Linked DNA regions of Mus musculus: region 2 is linked to region 1. The links are chromatin contacts, called in public Hi-C maps. All regions are on one chromosome and are shown on one strand. Each heading gives the region's core, a stretch centred on a gene start, on an enhancer-like site or on the middle of the called end of the contact. The rest is flanking DNA. Distances are from core to core; before and after follow the strand shown. Region 1 has its middle 9.4 kb from the start of Gm42342. Region 2 has its middle 230 kb from the start of Gm42341.

The links. Hi-C and Micro-C count contacts between places; a contact is called where the count stands out from the background.
Region 2: a contact with region 1 is called in a Hi-C map of cerebellum, with 4 times the contacts expected there. The contact joins two enhancer-like sites. A contact is called at or near these places in 4 of 15 datasets of contacts at CTCF or cohesin (embryonic stem cells and stem cell-derived epiblast-like cells), 64 of 484 Hi-C or Micro-C datasets (the AtT-20 cell line, LSK cells, Sertoli cells and 26 more) and 9 of 115 datasets of contacts at active chromatin or transcription factors (astrocytes, differentiating embryonic stem cells, embryonic basal ganglia and 4 more).

The regions. Positions count from the first base shown.
Region 1 is chr4:142,619,947-142,624,772 of GRCm38.p6, forward strand. No RefSeq gene overlaps it. Among named protein-coding and RNA genes, the nearest start is that of Gm42342, 9.4 kb to the right of the region's middle. Within about 2 kb of position 2,850, at least 14 of the 459 cell types and tissues checked have an H3K27ac peak or open chromatin away from gene starts, as enhancers often do. A contact at or near this core is called in cerebellum and stem cell-derived neural stem cells, where this site is marked.
Region 2 is chr4:142,878,759-142,883,584 of GRCm38.p6, forward strand. No RefSeq gene overlaps it. Among named protein-coding and RNA genes, the nearest start is that of Gm42341, 230 kb to the left of the region's middle. Within about 2 kb of position 1,928, at least 20 of the 459 cell types and tissues checked have an H3K27ac peak or open chromatin away from gene starts, as enhancers often do. A contact at or near this core is called in cerebellum and stem cell-derived neural stem cells, where this site is marked.

The DNA.
Region 1 (4,826 bases), core at 1,600-4,099:
GTTAAATGCTTGCCCAGCATTCGGTAGGCACTGGGCTTGATCCCTAACAGCACACAAAAGAGCTCTTGGACAGTCAAGATACCAAATACACAGTAAGGAGTGGGCAGAGTTGCCCTAAGCCAAGAGTTCTCTGTCTGGAATGCTTCCAGAATCTCAGGATTTTGAGTGCTGTCGCAACTCAGAAGTGTGTGTGTGGGGGGTCCCTCACACCATACATAAAATTATATTAAAACATATAAAACCACCTCCAGGCATATTTGAAACACACACATTTCATGTTAGCCTTTTGTTTTACCATCAAGATAACTACCCCAATACTCCAAAATCTCAGAACAAAATCGACTCCAACATTTAGGCTGCTCAACATCGTCCTTTGTCACTTCTGAGGCTACATTTCCAACTCCGTGCCAACCAGGTCTTGATGAAAAGGATGCTGGTCATCTTCAGCATCCCAGCTCGGAGTGTGGGGGTGGAGGGGTGCCCTGGACCTGGACTTGAAGGAAGCTGGGGCCAGGACGATCCAAGAAGAACATCCCAAGTCTATAAGACAACCTGAAGGGTGGGCTTTTCATTCTTAAGCCATGTGTACCTGTATACATGCAACCCCCCAACACACATATGCTACAAACAGGTGCACACACTCACCCCATTGGCATCCCTTCAAAATCATACAGAGACCCATGCAGACATTCTACAAACACATGCACATACTCACTCTATAGACACACATGTTCATACACTGTCACACATACACATATACACTCACAAATACCATACACTTACAGAAATGTATGTATGTATGTATATATATATGTATGTATGTATATATGTATGTATGTATATATGTATATATATATGTATGTATGTATATATGTATATATATATGTACTGGCTAGTATCACAGAGAAAGGAGCTTCAGTTGAGGAAATGCCTTCATGAGATCCAACTATAAGACATTTTCTCAATTAGTGATCAAGTGGGAAAGGCCCCTTGTGGGTGGGAACATCTCTGGGCTCGTAGTCTTGGGTTCTATAAGAGAGCAGGCTGAGCAAGCCAGGGGAAGCAAGCTAGTAAGGAACATCCCTCCATGGCCTCTGCATCAGCTCCTGCTTTCTGACCTGCTTGAGTTCCAGTCCTGACTTCCTTGGTGATGAACAGCAGTATGGAAGTGTAAGCCGAATAAATCCTTTCCTCCCCAACTTGCTTCTTGGTCATGATGTTTGTACAGGAATAGAAACCCTGACTAAGACTATATACATACATACATACACATATATACATACATACATACATACACACACACACACACACACACACACACACACACACACACACACACACACATCTCACAGAATATGGCTCAGGGTCTTGTTAAGAATGTTTTCCTTGCTGATGTCTTTTGTGGCTAAACAGAATCAGATGCTGGGGACAGTTGTCCTGCGAATGAACAGTTCTGAGACTGATTACTCTTAGCCAAGTCTCAGCTCTCTGCCAGGTGGCAGGTACCTGGTACTTGGTAGTGGAGGGAGATGGTGGGGGGAGGATACAGACAATTCTGCATCACTATGCTCTGCTCTGTGGAGTGACACAGGCCCTAGCATCCAGCGAGGGGTGGGGGTGGGGCCTTGATTCAAAGAGACAAAGGGATTAAAGATGTGCACACCTTTAATCCAAGCATTCAGGAGGCAGAAGCAGTTGGATCTCTGTAAGTTTGAGTCCTGGTCTCTATAGCAAGTTCAAGACAAGGCAAAGTTACAGATGGAAACCTTGTGTTTCAAAACTAATGATGGAGTAGACTTTGTATCCTTGAGCTACAGAGATGTTTTGTGGGAAACAGATGCCCTCTGCCCTCTACCACGCAAGCTCATGGGGCACCTGCTACAAGCTCATTGGCCCTAGGACTCAGGCGTTGGAACACCTTTCGGACCCAGAGGTTTGAGTCTGGAGAGTGGTCGTGACTCTTTGTTTCGGCTCTTAGAATGCCTCATGTGCTACTCTGGAGTGTAAACAAACGCTCTCATGGCTGTTTTTCAGAGGATCGGATGGATGCAAGAAAGAAAAGGAGAGGAATGAAAGTGTGCAGGGAGAGGAGAGCCTGCCTAACAGCAGCCCCTAACCCCTCCTCCCCTCTCCGCTTGTGCAAACCCGGCCCACTCATTCCCCATGCTCAGGCAGAGCTGTGTGCTTGTGTTGTGAGTTGAGGCCTTCCATTACTCGGAGCGAACAGGGCGTCCACCTAGTGTTGTGGCTGATATTCTGCCGCGAGTTGAGTTGCTCTATTCACTGTCCCATGCCCACGGCAGACATTGCCAATCGATCCCAATACGCTGTCCTGATTCGCTGGGGCCCCAGCCTCCGATTCCTTCATGACACAGCAATCTAGGCAGCCGATACCAATCAACTGGAATTGGTATCAGAGATAAAGAAGGAAGTGTCACCCTCAATTTATCTTCTGCTAATCTGATTAGGGAAAGAGTGCAGAGGTCAGCTTTCCTCTCTCTCAAACTTGCCCACGAGGTCTGTTTCCCATTAATGGGAGTTTTGGGTCTCTGCAGACAGCTAAGGGGAAGGAAGAAAGATGCCACACACCATGCACACTTGCCGCAGGGGTCCCTGTGAGCACAGTTTGGGCACATATGCCCCTCCTTACTCTGAACCCCTAGGGTGGCAGGAGGGTTAGGAGATGATGTGGAGACATGACAGTTCAGGAAGGGACCTGCTAGCAGGAGAGGGGGCCAGATGCTCGGGGCTGTCTGATTTTCTCCGGATTTAAGCTAAGGAAATGGGCCAAAGCCTGGGGGAGTCTGGTCACTGACGCTGCCAGGCAGGAAGCAGGAACAGGGCCACCCAGCTTGACAAACAAAAGGGTAAGACGGGTGTGTTGCCATGGTAGCCCTCCTCTTCCAGTTTGGATATTTCAGAGTTGGCCAACTTATGACCCCTCAAAGACTGAGAGCAACTTTCAAGTCAGATGTGATTTCAGGATTATTTTCTACCCATTCATACAAGTGTCTGTTGAACACCTACAGGGAATCTGTTTCTGAAGCAGGACCTGGGGATACTTCCAGAAACAGGAGGGCTCAGTCCTGCCTTTAGGATGTCAGGAAAAAGCAGAAAGGAACATGTAACTATCATGAATTCTGAGGGAGTTGCAAGGGGAGTGCAGGAAATTAAAGGCATGCATACATGTATACACACACACCTCTGTGCACACATTCAACAAACATGTGCAAACACTCTTTCATGGACACCACACACACACACATACACACACACACACACACACACACACACACACCATGGAAACACACATTCACAAACACACACACACACACACACACACACACTCATACAATACACTCACAAACACACACTCATACCCATGCCCCCATGGATACACACACTCATACATATATACACATTCTGCACATACGCTCACACACGTACACTCACAAACATGCACATACCATTCCACAAACACACATTCATACACATGTACACCTTCACACATATATTCACGTACCTACACAGTCACACTACATGCACACACACACACATGTACACATTCACTCACATACTCACATAGTGACACACAACATGCACACACACACACACACACACACACACACACACACACAGAGCAAGATGGATGAAGAGAAACTGCTTTCTGTGGGCCTACACTCTGTCGTTACTTTCATGCTTTTGTCCTTCGAGGCAGGAGGTGCTTGTCCTATATTAGAAAATGCGCGGCTTTATTTATAATAGCCAGAAACTGGAAGCAACGCAGACGCCCCACGAGCAAGGAATGCATACAGAAAACGTGGTTCATTTATACAATGGAATACTATTTAGCTATTAAGAACGGGAGAGGCCATCATGAATGTTGCAGGCAAATGGATGGAACTAGAAAATATCATCCTGAGTGAGGTAGCCCAATACCAAAAGGACATGTATGGTATATACTCACTGATAAGTGGATATCAGCCAAAAAGTACAGAATACCTAGGATACATTCACAGAACTCAAGAAGGTTAACAAGCAGAAGGGCCCAAGTGAGGATGTTTCAATCCTACTCGGGAGGGAGAAGAAAATAATCACAGGAGGCAGAGGGAGGGACGGACCTAGGTGGGAGAGGGGAGGGTGAGAGGAAAAGGGGTGCATGATAAGGTAAGGGGTGAACAGGAGAGAAGCCATGAGGGCCAGCAGAATGAATGCAAATATGCAACCTCGGGAGGGGGAGGAGGGGGGAGAGCCCTCTAGAAAGTACCGGAGATGTGGGAAGTGAAAGACTTTCAGGACTCAAATGGGAGAGACCTTAGATGAAATGCCCAGCAGTGGAGAGAGGGAACTTGTAGAGTCCACCTCCAGTAGAAAGACAGGGCACCAAACAGAGGGTTGGGGTTGCCATTCCACCGTCAAAAATTCTGATCCAGAATTGTTCCTGTCTGAAAGAACTGCAGGGTCAAAAATGGAGAAGAGACTGAGGGAAAGGTGGTCCAATGACAGGCCCGACTTGGGATCCATCTCATGGGGAGGCACCAAGGCCTGACACGATTACTGATGCTATGATGTGCTTACAGACAGGAGCCAAGCATAGCTGTCCTCTGAGAGGCCCAACAAGAAGCTGACTGAGACAGATGCAGATACTTACACCCAACCATTGGGCTGAATTTGAGAACCCTGTGGTTGAATCAGGGGGAGGATGGAAGAAGCTGAGGAGGGCAACCCCATAGGAACACCAGCAGCCTCAATTAACCCCAACCCTGAGATCTCTCAGACACTGAGCCACCAACCAGGGAGCATACAGGAGCTGGTCCGAGGCTGCT
Region 2 (4,826 bases), core at 678-3,177, 260 kb after region 1:
AGGTGACAACAACTTTTTAGAGGGTATACAAATGCTAGAGCCCCGATAGGCAGGGATGTAGGTGGGTGTTGGTCATTTAGGGAAGTTGGTTGCAGCTTGTTAAGTCTCTGCGCTTCAGAGAAAGAAGGAAAAGAAATTAAGGTTCGGGGATTTTCCTAATTCCTCTCTCCCCTCTATCTGTGTGCCTTTCCTCTCTAGAGTTAGAGGGTGAGACCTGGGGCTACTGAGCCTCCCCGACATAACTGCAGTCGTATAGACTGCACCATGCTCTGTCCCCACTCATATACTGAAGTCCTCTGCCCATCCCTAAAGGTGCTGGATTTTGGGTCTGTAGCTTTAGGAAGGTGATTGGGGGGGGGGGGATACATGAAGCCCTGAGGACTGAGGCTTCTCAGGATGGGATTAGTGACTTAATATAAGGGAGGGAAGAAGGAAAGGGGGAGGGAGAAAGAGAGAGAGAGACTTGATGTACAGTATCCCATACTTTTCCCATTACTGGGACCAAATGCCTGATAAGAGGCTACTTGAGGTTCGTTTGGCTCACGGTTTGAGAGTACAGTCCATCGTAGAGGAACGTGAGGCAGCCATCACATCACACCCACAGTCAGGAAGCAGAGAGAAATGGATGCTGGTGCTCAGCTCATTCCCTTTCTTTTATTTCACTCCAGGTCCCCTGCCCATGAAATAGTGCTTCTGCACTCAGGGTGGGTCTTCCTTCCTCCCTCGGCTAAACCTGTCTGGGAATGACCTCAGAAGCATACCCTACCCAGAAGTTCATTTCCATGGTGATTCTAGATCTGTGATATATGTTGATAGTCAAGATTAGCCCTCGTATGTACAAAAAAGGGGAGAGGGTCACCACCATTGGCTTGGACTCTCAGCCTCCAAAACGATGAGCAGTGAATACCTATGATCTGAGCTGCCCTGTCTGTATATTTTGCTATACTAAACCAGAGGCATCACAGAGGGATCCAGGGGGACCAGCTAAAGATGAGAAGAGTGGAATTTATATGTGACCAACCTAGATTCAAGGCTCAGAGCCAAGGAAGCATTTCTGCCTCTCTGGTTCATGGTCATCGTCAAAGAAACAGGGTAGGGTGTAAAACTGGGGAAAAAAAAAAGCTGCAGTATGTTTGCCTGTAGCTCATGAGAGTGAAGATAGAGAGCACCTGACATTTTCCAGCCTGTAGTAAACTCTGGATAAATGTTAGATCAAAAAAGATGCTGATTCTGGGTCTAGCTCAACAGTCATCACTTTGAGGAAGCGGGGCTCTGTAAGTTCTCATTAATCCACTTTGCAGTCTGAGGTTTGCACAGAGCCCACCCTGGGGACGTGTTCCTGCAGTGGATGCTAGAGCAGAGAGTGCAGATGCTGGAGGCAGAGAGGAGGGAAGGGGAAGGAAGGAGAGGCCCCAGGAGTCACAAGACAGTGATACCAGGAGCTGGGCAGAGAGTACTGGTAAACCATCTGGACAAATGGGATATGAAGGGTTCCAGAGAGCTCTGGGCAGGAGGGGAGGGAGTGGTTTTAGATGCCTGACTATGTCCTGCTCAAGCTAGGAAACTTCTATGCCAGGACCTGCTCCTGCAGGATAAAAGACAACCATAGAGGGGGGAGGGGGAGCCAAGCCCTGCAGAAGCAAGCTGAGCTTCCTATTTGACACCTGCTAAGCAGATGAGACAGGGTAAATCCAGTCACCCTGTGTGATGTCCCATGTTACAGGCCATCTGCTGCATAGGCTTCTCGGGGTCGGGCACCAGATCTTCCCAGGGTCAGGGCTGAGGCTTTAACAGCCAGACCAGGCTGGGGCACTGAGGTTCAAAGAGAAAGAAGCCCCAATTTGTGCTTCCAGTTCTTCCTGGTTGGGGCAGGCACCACACTGAGGATAGGCTGAGTGGTAAGGGAAGAGTGCCCCCTTCTGGCCATCTACCACACTTCATGGTGTTCTTGGGGCAGACACTGGACAATATCCCTTAAACCCAGATGTCCAAGCTCTCTTGCCCTTGCCGACAGACATCCCAAGGCCTTTGCTCTATGGTTATTAAATTCTCTACCCTGAAAGCCCATCCATTAGCAATTCTATTAAAATTCCCCTATAGTCCTTATGAAATCACAAGGGACACCAAGGTCAGGAAAGGATAGTGTTCTCCCAAGGTCACAGCTCTGGAGGGAAAAAAAAAAAAAAAGCCTGACATTGCTGTTAAGAAGGGCCAGGCCCCTCTGATATATCTGTTAGCAATAGTAGATCAGAAAATGCAGGTGCGGGGGGGGGGGGGGGCTATAGGGGACTTTCGGGATAGCATTTGAAATGTAAATGAAGAAAATACCTAATAAAAAATTGGGGAAAAAGATGTAAATAACCAATAAAAAATAAAAGAAAATGCAGTGAGGGGTGGAGTGGGGGTGGGGGTGGGGAGGAAGACAAGCCTTGGAAGAGAGCAAAGGCTGGGGTACTTAAGGGCACACAATAGATTAAGCAGACATTGTCAGCAAAATGACTCCTCTCTTTCTGCTGCATCCAGATGCCTTTGTCTTCATCCTAGCCCTTCATTGCCTAGCTGTGCAATTCTGGGAAAGCGACTCAACCTCTCTGGGTGTCAACTTCCTAATCTATAATATGGGTAATCTGTTTAAATAGCAAGGTTTTTGTTTTTTTTTTTTTTCTGCACAGAGAGCCTAATAGATCAGACCCTAATATCAGCCTCATGCATCATGTCTAGCTGAGCTGTTTCTACAGTGCTGGGATGAGCCTCTCAATGTTCAGACAGAACTTGAAGGTTCTGCCACCTGTTACCCTTGAGCTGTGTGTCACCAGGTAGACAGGGTGCAGTCGGGAAACAGCTGAGTTACACTGCTGGGAGCCTCAGCTACCCACAAGCAGGGATCTCATGGCTAGGCACCAGAAGAAAAGTAGATCAGGGAGAACCGGGGAGAACGGGGCTGAAGAGATGGCTTAGTGGTTACGGGCATTTGCTGCTCTTCCAGGGGATCCAAGTTTAGTTCCCTGCTCACAGTAGGCTGCTTACAGCTGCCCGTAAAGCCAGACCCAGTGGATCCGATGCTATCTTCTGGCCCCTGTGGGCACCTGCACATATATGGCATACACATGGCATGAGAAAGGGGAGAGGGAGAGAGAGAGGGAGAGGGAGAGGGAGAGGGAGAGGGAGAGAGAGAGAGAGAGAGAGAGAGAGAGAGAGAGAGAGAGAGAGAGGTCGGGTTCAGCAGGTAAAGGGTCTTGCCACCAAACCTGACAACCTGAGTTTTGTCTCTAGTACCCACATATGGAAGAAGAGACCCAACTCATACAATCCGTCCTCTGACCTCTACACACACTCCCCCTCCCCCCCCAACATACACACACTAAATAAATAAATGCCATTAAGAGATGTAAGAAATATGACAACACAGACTTGAGGACAGAGAGCAGTATGCCGAAGGACAAGAAGAGAACCCAGCGTGGCACCATCATGGGGGAGGAGCCCAGCCCCGTCCTGCAGACAGCCACCTCCACTCCCACGGGGCAGTCACACACGATCTGCTTCTAACCCTCAGATCAAAGAAGATGGTGGTTCCACTTAAGCTAAGCTCGATGTCTTCCTCAATCCACCCTAAGTCCCTTCATTGCTTATACAAGTTATTGAAAGGAAGAGAGAGAGAAAAAAAAACTAAAGTCAATAATGTGTTTTAAAATCCTGGCACCATCGCAAAGTGCATCTTGCTCCATCCTTGGTGAACAGCCTGCAGAGGCGGAGTTGCTGTGGTTTTTCTGAGCTTCAGCCCACTGAGCAGGCTTTGCAATTGTGTGCCTCTCAGATTCATAGCTGGAAGGGTGATATTGCAGCCTCGGGGACCTGTGGGACTTATGCTTAGGTAGGCTACACAGCAGTGACTTTGTCTACACACCTGCCATCTCCTTCCTATCTGTGGGCTTATGAAAAGCTCCAGCAACCAGAGTCTTCTATCTGGTGAGCCACACCCTCACGCTCAGCATCTGTTACAGAGCTAATAAGCGGATGCAAGGTACCATAAATGTTGCACGGATAGAGTGGGAACCACTGCCTGGCTTCTCCTCAGCACAGAGAGAGAGCTTAGGGTTCTCTGTGACAGATTTATCACAAATGAGTTGAAAGACCCAGCTGACCACTGGAGGACATGGTAGTGCCATCTGTAGCAGACTTGGCAGTAGCCACCAAGAAACAAGAGATGCCTGACCTTGGGGTGTGGGTGTGGTAGAGATAATTGTCTTGGAATGGGGTGGGGAAGGGGAGTAGAAAGCCAAGATGGCTTTAAAGATCCAGGGACATAGTTCAAAGTGAAAACTTTCTCTAGGGAGTGACTTCTGGAAGGGAAATGGTGTGTTGTCTTAGACACGTTGGCACAGTTTCCAGCCATCAAACCTGGGGATGTGGTGGAGGAGGACTCTGCATTCCTAGTGTGGCTTTTGTCCCAGCCCCCTCTTCAGCTGATATTGGTACTGAGTGAATGACCCGTTATAAGAAGTTTTGTGTATTCCAGGTGTGTGCCAGACTGTGGACTGAGAAAGGCAGAGAGACGAAGCCAAGGCTTTTAAAAGACTCAGCGAAACAGGTGGATACCACCAAGCATCGGGCCTCAATTTCCAACATTGCATCTATGATTAGGAGAGTTAGAGTCATGACCCTCTCAGCAAATGTCCACTCCTAAAAATCTAGATCCCACGTGTTGGAATTGAGATGGGTGACCTACAGTAGTAACTAAAAATGAGCCAGAGACAAGGAATCCAGACAGACTCCCGTGGCTGTCACTGTCTCTGATACCATAGTCATGTGGTAGCTAACGGGGTCAA